2 separate regions of the Zea mays genome follow, and region 2 is linked to region 1. Evidence: chromatin contacts called from public Hi-C data. All regions are on one chromosome and are shown on one strand. The core of a region is the stretch at or near the end of the contact, and the rest is flanking DNA. Distances in the headings are between cores, read along the strand shown.

What was found. Hi-C and Micro-C count contacts between places; a contact is called where the count stands out from the background.
Region 2: a contact with region 1 is called in a Hi-C map of tassel, with 4 times the contacts expected there. The contact joins the promoter of LOC103639026 here to the promoter of LOC100274889 in region 1. A contact is called at or near these places in 4 of 25 Hi-C or Micro-C datasets (ear, leaf, leaf mesophyll and 1 more).

What each region holds. Positions count from the first base shown.
Region 1 is chr9:127,169,578-127,175,436 of Zm-B73-REFERENCE-NAM-5.0, forward strand. It overlaps LOC100274889, which reads right to left and starts at 3,590. Exons shown (of 6, transcript NM_001174371.1): 1 at 3,157-3,590; 2 at 897-1,132; 3 at 502-760; 4 at 1-160. The coding sequence starts at 3,234.
Region 2 is chr9:127,302,417-127,308,030 of Zm-B73-REFERENCE-NAM-5.0, forward strand. LOC103639026 (protein WEAK CHLOROPLAST MOVEMENT UNDER BLUE LIGHT 1) reads right to left here and starts at 4,024. Exons shown (of 3, transcript XM_008661804.4): 1 at 3,365-4,024; 2 at 1,781-2,406; 3 at 1-1,666. The coding sequence starts at 2,317.

The DNA.
Region 1 (5,859 bases), core at 2,340-4,839:
GCGCCTTGTGTGTTCCGTTTAACTGCTTCAGGAATCTGTCGTGGTTATTCGCTAGCTGTGATACCAACTGGCGGAGCAGATTCCTTCTGAAGAGAAATATTGCAGAGACTCCTCTTCGATTGAAGTAGTCCACTACGGCCACGTGATTCGCCACGAGACCCTGGAAACATACCGGTCAGAAGAATGCTTGTTTGGTTTCAGTCTCTAGAGAACTCTCTATGCCCTGGCGGCTAGTATTTCATGGTTTTATTAGTCAATCTGTCCACCATGAACATTCATCAAAAAAGACGAATTAGATGAGGTCCCAAAAAGGAATATGCTTGCCATGTAGATTCTAAGTAGAGCTGCTAATGGGCTTAGATCCAAACTAAAAAAACTTGGTTTGAAACTGCTTCGAGCACATCTAGCACCTAGTTGTGAATGTACTGGGACTGAATGAAAAAATAAATGAACAAAATGATATCCAATTAAATTATCTATACTGCATGTTTTAGTCATCACCTGATTAAGCATCCACTTGAAGCCAATAGCAGCAGTGCACTCATTCTTGGAAGCACTACTGTTCCAATCCAAGCTGTACACTCTATCCATGGCATTTACTATAGAGGAAATGTTACTTCTCCTTTCTTTTCTAGAGAAAATTTCACCGTTGGAGCTAACATTCATGTGGCTGTTAAGAAGGGTTTCAAACCAGCCACTTCCAGATCGCTGTGATGATATAATCGCAAAGAACCGGACAGCATTGCACTTGCATTCCTCCCTATAAATTTAAAATATATATATATATATATATATATATATATATATATATATATATATATATATATATATATATATATATATATTAAGCATTAAACAAACCAGATTGCTCAATCTTGCTTCGGGGCAAATCTCACCTGCTGTAAGTTGTCGGTTGAGGGTAATGCGCAAATTGAACCTCAGAAGGAGGAACTGTAGACTTATTACATGGTTGTTCCACAACTTCGATCTTCACTATTCTTGACCAGCCATCACTCCCTAGCTGCTTCATACACATTGACCAAATAGATATCCCACATAACACAGTCATGGCAAAGACAACCACTCTCAATGCAAGTGGTGATTTTTTCGGGGCCTTCGAGTCAAACGCATTCTGCAAACAGATTCCGACCAGCACAAAAACAATCAGCAGGTGCACAATGTTCAGTGCCAGAATATATATCGCAGCCCTTTTTCGAGGTAAGATTTGTTATTTTGTAACCTTGTGCTACAAAGGAACAAACCTTAAAAGCGAATACATCTATAGGTGAGCTGAGAAGCATCCATTTAGCTACATCTATATAAGTGGAAGTAAGGAAAAAAAATAAACAAATAAAACTTCAAGATCTATCTGGTCGTTCCTCCCAAACCAAGTTCTGTCCCCCAGCGGAGTTAAAATGGACACATACTATTCGAATCGCCTTTAGGCTAGGTACAACGCCACCGTTGGCCGTCAGTCGATATTGACCGCAACGGTGCTAATGCAGGTCGGTTCGATCAGCCGGTCAATAGCGCTGCCAACCGTCCTAACCGATTGGTATCAACCGTGTTAGAGCCGGACTGATCGATAGCGACCGCCGCAATGGACGAATCGGTCGGCACCAGCCCAAACTAGTCGGTACACCTGAACCAATCGATAAGAACCGACTTTAGTGAGGTGACGTTTTTCGATTGGTCCACGCATCTGCCACACTATTTTTAACCATTTGAAGTCCAAAAAAATAAAAAAAAAACCTAGAATCTAATCTATAAAATAGATTTTATTTATGAACTATTTACTTTTTTTTCTTAAACACATAGGAGAGTTGCATATCATTATATTAAAGAATAAAAGAAGGGTAGACCCATGAATACAAATTACAAACTACCACCACCAGTAGAGTTTAAATTATTTACTTTTTATTTTTATGTTTAATTTATGTAATTTTAATTATAAATCATGTATTTTTTATGTTTGAGTTATGTAATTTTAAATTATTTTTTATAAATTATATACTTTTATTCTTTTAATTACATAAGTATTTGCATTTCAACAAAACACCATGTTTTATGCCAAGAAAAGTATGTAAAAAAACTGATGTAGCAATAAGATAACTGTAGGCTCAGCGTGGTTGATAGCTAATATGGGGACGGCTAGAACCAGCCTTAGTCCATCTCAAGCAGCTTACTCATCAAATCTCATATTTCAAACTTCACTATTCCATATGTGAAAAAGTGTTTTGCAGTACCAAGATGGAAGACACGGCAATCGATTAAAAGGCCCTTTTCTGTGAAGTACATTCTGATATTCTGTTGCCGAACTGCCTTAATAAATGAATCTATGCCAACGAGGAGTACGACAGCTTTCATTCTCGTTCTCATTCTCAGCAAGGAAGACCAAAAAACTGATGGCCGAAAATGCTGGTAGTACTAATAAAGAGATAAACAAGTGCAAGCCGAGATACATATTACAGCCAAAAATCTGAGGTGACACAAGCATGGAGTAGACTACTCTAACGGTATCTTATTGTAGAACAAAAACAGAACTTGAAAAATAAACAGAGAACGGAAACGGCTCCGAACTTGGAACTAGCAGGCACATAAGCATCTCCAAAAATGCTTCAAACTAATGTCTCAAATTGAAATACGGGGCTCTAGGAAAAACTACTCTAACGGTATCTTATTTCATAAAATTTTGTCGAAAATTATAGGGCATCCAGATTTGATGTTTTACTGTTGGAGCAAAATGTTTTATTGATACTCTAAATTCTATATACTCGTTTTTATACGTCACCTTGTTGTAGATGCTCTGGTGAAATAGAAACGTAAAAGAGGAAAAACAGAAATAAGAAACGATTAAAACAATGCATCCACATTGGTTTAGTGACGTTTCAGATCAGGGTTCCGAGGGACAGGAGCGCTGGCCACAGAAAGTGTGGCTGCTGAAGAAGGCTCGCAGAGACGGATTTGGAGGGTGAAGCCAAGGAAATGACCCGAATTTGGAGGCTCGCAGAGAAAGTGTGGCCACAGCACCAAGGTACTCTGCTCCATTTGGCCTGAGATTAACCAGCCTGACCTCGCCGCGGCGGCGAAGCGGAACCCAAAACGTGGGCCGGGACCCGGGATCGCAGAGGACGGCAAGCGGTGTAGAAATCAAACCTTGTTTCCAAACTGGTAACACCAATCGTCTTCAGCGGTGGCGGCGGCGGGCTTGTCCTCCGCCTTGGCGCCCCCCATCGCCTCACCGCCTCCACCTTCCTCGGCCCTCCACCTGGCCCTCCGCGGGCGCCGCCTCGAGAGACGGCGGGTTTAGTTAGCCCGCCTCGGACTCGCTCGACGCCGCCTGTCACAGCCTCACAGGCACATTAACTGATCAGCAGCACAGCCGCCGCGCAGCGCAGCGCAGGAAAGAGAACGGTGGGGCCCCGTGTCCCGGTCCGTCGAGGGCGGCAGCGGGCGGGCGCCGGCTCTGGCGCCGCAGAGCAGCGCAGATGGCGGAAGGAGCGAGGGCGGCAGCCGGGAGCTGGCAGGGAACGTCGACGTCAGAGGATCCGAGCGCCTTTGAATCGGTGGGGCGGTGAGCTGGTGCTCTGTCTCGCCTTTGTTGCGTGAGGCGTGCGTGTCAGTGCGTAGTGTACTGAGGCTGAGTCTAGTGCACAGCCTCCCTTTCGCCCCTGCCACGTCAGCTCTCGTCTTCACTCTCGCCCCTGCTGCTCCAGTACTGAAAGGGAAATGTGCCCTTGGGCCATTTCTAAGTATTTTGGTGATTGAGTGCCAACACAAGTGCTTAAATGTGAATCTATACTCATGGATGGACACAGTGCAAATCAAGAGTAAAGGTATGTTTCTAAGCCTTAGTACATTGTTTTGAAGACTAATGTATTGTGTCTAAGTGCTTGAAACAGGAGAAATAGAGTCAAAGTAAAGTTGGCTGTGTACAGCCAAAAGGCTGTTCGGTCTGTAGCACCGGACTGTCCGGTGGTGCACCGGACAGTGTCCGGTGGTGCACCGGACAGTTACTCTCGGGAATTCGCCGACGGCGTACGGCTAAAATTCACCGGACTGTCCGGTGAGCCAACGGTCGGCCAGGCCAACGGTCGGCCGCGGAATCTGCGCGCGACACGTGGCCGAGCCAACGGTCGGAAGGGGGCACCGGACTGTCCGGTGCGCCAACGGCTCCCAGATCTGCAACGATCGGCTGCGACATTTAAGGAAAGAAATCGGGCACCGGACAGTGTCCGGTGTGCACCGGACTGTCCGGTGCGCCCGATGACAGAAGGCAAGATCAGCCTTCCAGAACTGCTCTCAACGGCTCCTAGCTGCCTTGGGGCTATAAAAGGGACCCCTAGGCGCATGGAGGAGTACATCAAGCATTCCTACAACATTCCTAAGCACCAAGACATCGATTCCACGCATTTGGTTCATTGTGATAGCATCTAGAGCTCTTGTTGAGTTGTGGACTCATTGAGTTGTGTTGCGAGCTCTTGTTGCGACTTGTGTGCGTGTTGTTGCTCTGATTTTGAGTCTTGTGTGCGTTGCTAGTTTCTCCCTTACTCCGTATTTCTTTGTGAATCTTAAGTGTAAGGGCGAGAGGCTCCAAGTTGTGGAGATTCCTCGCAAACGGGATATTGAAAGGCAAAGCAAAACACCGTGGTATTCAAGTTGGTCTTTGTACCGCTTGAAAGGGGTTGATTGCAACCCTCGTCCGTTGGGACGCCACAACGTGGAGTAGGCAAGCGTTGGTCTTGGCCGAACCACGGGATAAACCACTGTGTCATCTCTGTGTTTGATCTCTTGTGGTATTGTGTTTTGTTGAGACTCCTTTCTAGCCACTTGGCAATCATTGTGCTAACACTTAACAAGTTTTTGTGGCTATAAGTTTAAGTTTTTACAGGATCACCTATTCACCCCCCCCCTCTAGGTGCTCTCAATTGGTATCGGAGTCGTTCTCTTCAAGAAGGGACTAATCGCCCGAAGAGATGGATCCTAAGGGGAAGGGAATCGTGATCAACGACAAGGAGAAGGAGTCCTTCGTCAACGAGCCCAAAGATGACAAGCCTACCGACACCGGCTCGGGCCATAGACGGAAGGAAGGGAAGAAGAAGAAGACAAGGCGCATCAAGGAGATCGTCTACTACGACGACAGCGACGAATCTTCCTCTTCCCAAAAGGACAACGACGACAACGACTATGATAAACAAAAGACGGTTAACTCAAACTTTTCTTTTGATTATTCGCGCATTCCGCATAGCTCAAATGCTCATTTGCTCCCCATTCCACTTGGCAAGCCTCCTCACTTTGATGGAGAGGACTACGGATTTTGGAGTCACAAAATGCGTACTCACCTATTTTCTCTCCATCCAAGCATTTGGGAGATTGTGGAAAGTGGAATGAAATTTGATAGCTCAGATAGCCCTTCGTTTATTAATGAACAGATCCATAAAAATGCACAAGCTACTACTGTGTTGCTAGCCTCTTTGTGCAGGGACGAGTATCACAAGGTGAGCGGCTTGGACAATGCCAAGCAGATTTGGGACACCCTCAAGATCTCTCATGAGGGGAATGATGTCACCTTACTCACCAAGATGGAGTTGGTGGAGGGCGAGCTCGGACGATTCGCGATGATAAGGGGCGAGGAGCCGACACAAACATACAACCGGCTCAAGATCCTTATCAACAAAATAAGGAGCTACGGAAGCACGCGATGGACGGATCACGACGTCGTCCGCCTAATGCTAAGGTCATTTACCGTTCTTGATCCTCACTTGGTAAACAATATTCGTGAAAATCCTAGGTACATCAAGATGTCGCCCGAAGAAATTCTTGGAAAATTTGTAAGCGGGCGAATGATGATCAAAGAGG
Region 2 (5,614 bases), core at 2,774-5,273, 130 kb after region 1:
AGCCCTTCTGCTGGACAAACATCCTGGGTGGAGTTCTTACCGGACTAACTGCATGCTGTGCAGCCTCATGGGCTTTCCGACGCTGCACATGTTCAGCTCTCCATCTTCTCAGCTCCCGCTCAGCGCCAAGCTTCCCTTCATTTGCCCTCTCGGCCCTCTCCAGCGCGATGCGAAGATCGCTCTTCTTTTTCTCCGTCTCCTTGGACGCTTCCTGTAGCCTCTCTAGACTCCTCGATTCAGACACCTTTGCCAACTCTACCTGCGCCAACGCGACCGCCACCCTCTCGTTTGCAAGTTCTTCGGCTTCATGAACCTTCTCGCTAAGAGCATGGTACTCACTTACAGGAAGCGTTACTACTCGAGGAGAAGCGCCAGTGCTTCCTGTGTCCTCGCTCTCTTGCATCGCTTGAGCTGCCGCTATGGCTAGCCGCTCAGATGCTTTAGACGCCTCTATCTCCTTCGAAACTGCACGCAACCTGGTACCTGCCGTTGTCGCAGAAGCCTTGGCCCGCTCAACCTCTTCCTTGGCCTTTCTCAGTTCCTCTTGTGCCGAGTGAGCCGCCATCTTGGCATCTTCTGCCTCCTGGGCTGCTCGCTGCAACATCCTTGGAAGCTCCGCCATTTTTTCCCGAGCTTCCGCTTCTTTCTTATGTACCATCTCTATCTCTTGCTCTGTCCTATCGAGCTCGGCTTCTAGAGAGGAAACTGTGATGGATGCCATACCCTCGCTCTGCTGCAATGCGGCGAGTGAAGCTTTCTCCCTATCGAGCTCTGAACTGAGTGATTCTGCAGTAACTCTTACTAGGTTGGCTTCATTTCTCGCATTTTCTAGTTTCCCTTTAAGTTCAGCAAGCTCCTTCCTTTTTGAAGCAAGAGCTTGCTTGATTGACCTACTGATTTCTTTTTCTTCGTCAGAACCTTGTTGCTGAAGCATTCCAGCCTCTTCATTCAATTTGTCTTCCACATAGGCAGCTAGCTCACTTTTCAGGCTAAGTAGTTTGCGCTCGTTTTCAACAGCTTCAGCCTCCACATTCGTTTTCGATGCGATTTGTTCGTGGAGCTGGTTTAGCTCCTCTTGTGCCTCCTGCAGCTCTTTGTCCCAAGCCAGGAAATCCTGCTCTTTCGCCAAAGCTGCCCCGAGCCTGTGCTCTTCAACCTCATGGTGTGAAGCGTGGGCTGACTCGAGAGACTCTTTGGATGCGATCAGTTCTAAAGTGAGTTCCTCTACTTGCTTCTCAGTATCCTTCGCAGCACGAACAACTTCCTTGGCCCTTTTAACGGCTACATCCCTTTCAGTGGCTAATACAGCATACTGTTCATGCGTTGATCTTAGCTCCTCTTTCAGCAATTCCAGCTCCTCAACAGCCTTTTCATGTCTTTCTTTGGCGACTGCCAACTGTGTCTGGGCTATTACACTAGCTTCATCGTCAATCCCTTGCTCCATCTCTTGTGCCCTCAGCAGGGCAAGCTCGGAATCTTGCTTCGCTTGGTCCACTTCGAGCTGTGCCCTCTCCAGCTCATGCTTCAGCTCGTCGACAAGTCTGGTAGTTCTCTCTAGCTCCTCAATGACGTGTGCCTTGGCCACCTCAGCAGTCTCCCAGTCTTCTTTGAACTGTGGAATCTCTTGCTGAACCTTCTCAAGTTCAAGTTGCATGACCCTGCGTCTCTGCATACAAACAAAGATAAAGAACTGTTGTGTGGCAGCGATTGATGGACATAAAACAAGGTGATCATGTGTCTGACCATGATCCATATACGTTGTGAAACCCAGAGACATTACCTCTAATGACCGAGCCCTGTAGGCTTTCCAATCAACAATTCCTCCAAACTTGGTGACAGCCTGTTTAACAGACTCGAATGGGGCGCTAGTGTCAACAAGACCTGTGTGTGAGCCTTCGCACCCCTTTACTGATTCTACTTTCTTTGTGGGGGTGACGGCAACGTTGTTACGACAGTACATATTGTCTTCTTCAGATTTCATTTCAGCTGCTGGAATAATACTACTGGCGCCAGTAAAACCATTTTCGTATATGATTTCAACTCCACTCTTATCTGTTAATAAAGCAGCATGACGTCCCTCATCTTTTGAGGGGTCATCAGATGCTCGAGCTGGTTCTATGTGGGAGACAATTTTCGGCGACAAACTCCCTGCATGGCCTGCAGGGGACCCCATTTCTTCCTGGTGCTCTGTCAAACTGTGAGGTAACTTCCCTTGCATTTCCGATGATGTATCTGGACTATTAGCAGAAACTGGTGCAATGTTTTCAGCACCCTGTGCTCTTGTTTCCCCGTGGCCATTACTATCAAGAAGTTCCATGAGATCAGGAGAAGACGAGTGAAAATTCTTCTGTTATTCAGTCGAAGCTGTCAACTCCATTCCCAAAGCTTTCACAGTTTTTTTTACTCCTATAAACACAAGTTCATGGAAAAAAATGATCAGCTTAGGCCTTGTTCGGTTACATGGGATATAATCCCACCATGGATTTAATCCGGGTATGGATTGGGTGAATCCATATCTCACACCCAATCCCATGGTGGGATTAAATCCATCAACAAATCCATGTGACTTTCAAAGCTAGTTATTCTTTTAATCCATGGATTCTAATGTAAACTTGTGCAATATCTCATGGATTTGTTCCATACCTAATGGGCTATGGATAGAATCCATGTCTTCCATAGTTTAAAAATTTCCCAAACCTTTGAGTTATATTCCATGATGGGTTTAACCGAATAAAAAAAATTAAGTAGTCATGGATTATTTTGGGGCATGGATTGAGGCATGGATTTAATTCCAATCCATGCTAATCCAGAGCGGGATTGGTGTAAACGAACAAAGCCTTACAGAAAAGAAACTGCACAGATTGTTACAAGTAAGCTAAGCAGAATGTGATCATACACACCTCCTTGTAGTGGGAGACAGTTTTATTATCGTCTCTATCGTGCATATAGTATGGAAAATTCAAAAATTACAGCCAGTTATGAATCACCCCATTTCATTCATGTGCATGTGTACATATATTACGGAAGCATCCATAAACACTTCCGTGTGCAGTAAAGATGATATAGCGGCCAGCACAGGAGAAGTGTGATGTAGTGCTGTAAGCATGAAACGTCGCCACTAACTGACATGAAGTCATGAACTTCATCTCAGCAACAGCAATCACTACTCAGCAGCTGTTCCACACTTGGACCTAACCTCTTGTTTTTTTCCCTCCGTGTACGTAGAGAGTCTTTCCAACACATAAAGTGCAACAGTTTTCGGGAAAAAAACTTGTACTTTTAATAAGATCTAGAGGAAAGCAAGAAAATCGTGGTCAAGCAAGATGATGATCGGATCGAGATTGGGCCAGCTAGCTACCATCACCTCTAATCCATGGAGTCGCTGGACAGCCAGCTAGCTAGCTCCCAAAACCAGGAAAGCTCCAAACCCCGACCGAAAATCCCCCAGGAGTCACCAGCAAAAGCCCTCCGATCCGTGGCAGGCCGCAGAGCCGATCGTATCCCCCAGGAAAGCTTTTACCCGGTGGCCAAGGGGGCACTGATATGCCTCGCGGGCGAAGCGACCGGGGGCCTTCGATCGATTGGGGTCTCCGCCGGCGACTCTTTCCTCCTTCCGAGCCTCTCGCTGCGTCGTCGTCCGTGCTGTGCTGGGCCTGCGCGCGCGTGTTCGGGAGTCGGGACTGAGGGAGGCGGCAGGAGTGGGTGCGCGTCAAAGCTTTGTTCTCTCTTGCGCTCGCGTCACCGCGCACTCGTCGTCGTCGCCGGGCCGAGGCCTCAGAGTCAGAGCTCCGGGGCGTTGCTGCACTAGGCTACGTAGCTCACTTTTGTAAAGAAAGCCCCCCGTGCTTTATCGATTTACGAGGACAAACCTTTCCGTTAGTTGATTTCTAGAAGGGCTGACGGGTTTGCGATTAGGTGAGTCCGTGAGTGTGACGCCTCGCCGACGGAGTCACCGGACGCGCTAAAGTCTGCTCTGACTCTGTAAATAGTTGCGTTAAAAAATAATTCATATTGTTTTTACATAAATTCGGATGGAGACTGGAGCTGACTCCTGTGTCGAATGGCCTTAACGAGAAATTCCTTTACCGCTCCAATCATAATGTCTATAAGGGCTAGTTTGGGAATCACAATTTTCCAAGAAATTTTTGATTTCTTAAGAGAAATTAGTTCATTTTTTCTTAGTAAAATAGAAAATTTCTTGAAAAATATAGTTTCCAAACTAGCCCTAAATTTCAACGTTATTCCAATAAATAAAAAAGTTTTATAATTCTAAGCCCCACTTTGAATAATAAATTGATGTATCCTTCGCTTCATTCTAAATGCTTAAACATGCATTTGGATATATTTTTAAAATTTGATATAACTCTGATCTCTTGTCTATGACTATCTCATCTTACGTGCGTAAACCTGCTAAGAGTTAGTTTGGAAACTTAAATATCCTCCAAGATTCCTGAGGATTGAGTGGGAAAATAACTCATTTTTCCACTCAATCTCCGAGAATCACAGAGGGGTTTAAGTTTCTAAACTAGCCTTAATTAGTAAACTTATAATAACTCTGTTTCTATAACCTTGTAATAAAGAAATTGTTTTGATGTTTTAAAACTTTATCTCTCATTTCATGGTTTTCTATAAAAGTGGATGTTTTCGAGTTCTCTAAAGAAGTGCACCGGACAGACTGCCAAATTTGACTTGGTATCTTGGATATTTAGTGTAAAAACGATGACAAATGTCCATAGGATTAGGTTAAATTGATTGGTTTGCCGCACATATTGCCCTCATTATCTGGCCCATCTCTCATCCCCACCTCTCTCATTTTCCCCTCGTGTAGCTAGTAGCTCTTAAAAAATGAAGGGCCAAATAGGCGACTAGACATGAACGATGATATAATTATGCTTCAATTAGTACTTGATAAGCTTGATAAGGATTTTTATCAGGTCTCATTCACCCTTCATATAATGAGGACGTAAACGGGATAAATAAGCTCAATAAAATCAAGGAGTGTCATGGTGGAATAGGAGCCATGCAGTGAGTAGTGGAAAGATTAGGGAGCAAGGGGGAATACAGATAGCCCGCCTACGAGTATGAATACCCGGTCTAATATGACGAGGGCATATCGTATGCATCCTGTCCACGTATGCACATACGAGAACCTGACCCTTCAACGATTGATCTTAAGGTTGCAACAACTTTTACACTTTCACCATTGAGGAGGTCACGTAGGCTAGGTCTTTTTCAACCATTTCTCTCTCTCAAACGGTTACTTAGACCGATTAAATGCTTCTCCTTAATCTCGAGGGTCACTTGGACCCCATAAGGATCATCACACAATTAGGTGTCTCCTGCTAGCTTTACAAGTCACTTGAGAGTTTAGAAGGAGATAAAAAAACACGACCGACAAAGCCAAACAACAAGAGCAACATGAGAAGACAAAAGATCACACTCTCTCTAGACTTTCCAAGGCACTAATTACTTATGATAACTAGTCACAATTATAATACTTGGAGGAGTTTGGGAGCTTGGAATGTGTCTTGGAGTGGTGTGCTTGCTCTTGTATTGAATGTGGATGAATGAAATGCTTGGATGTTATGAATGAAGGTGGTTGTATTTATAGCCA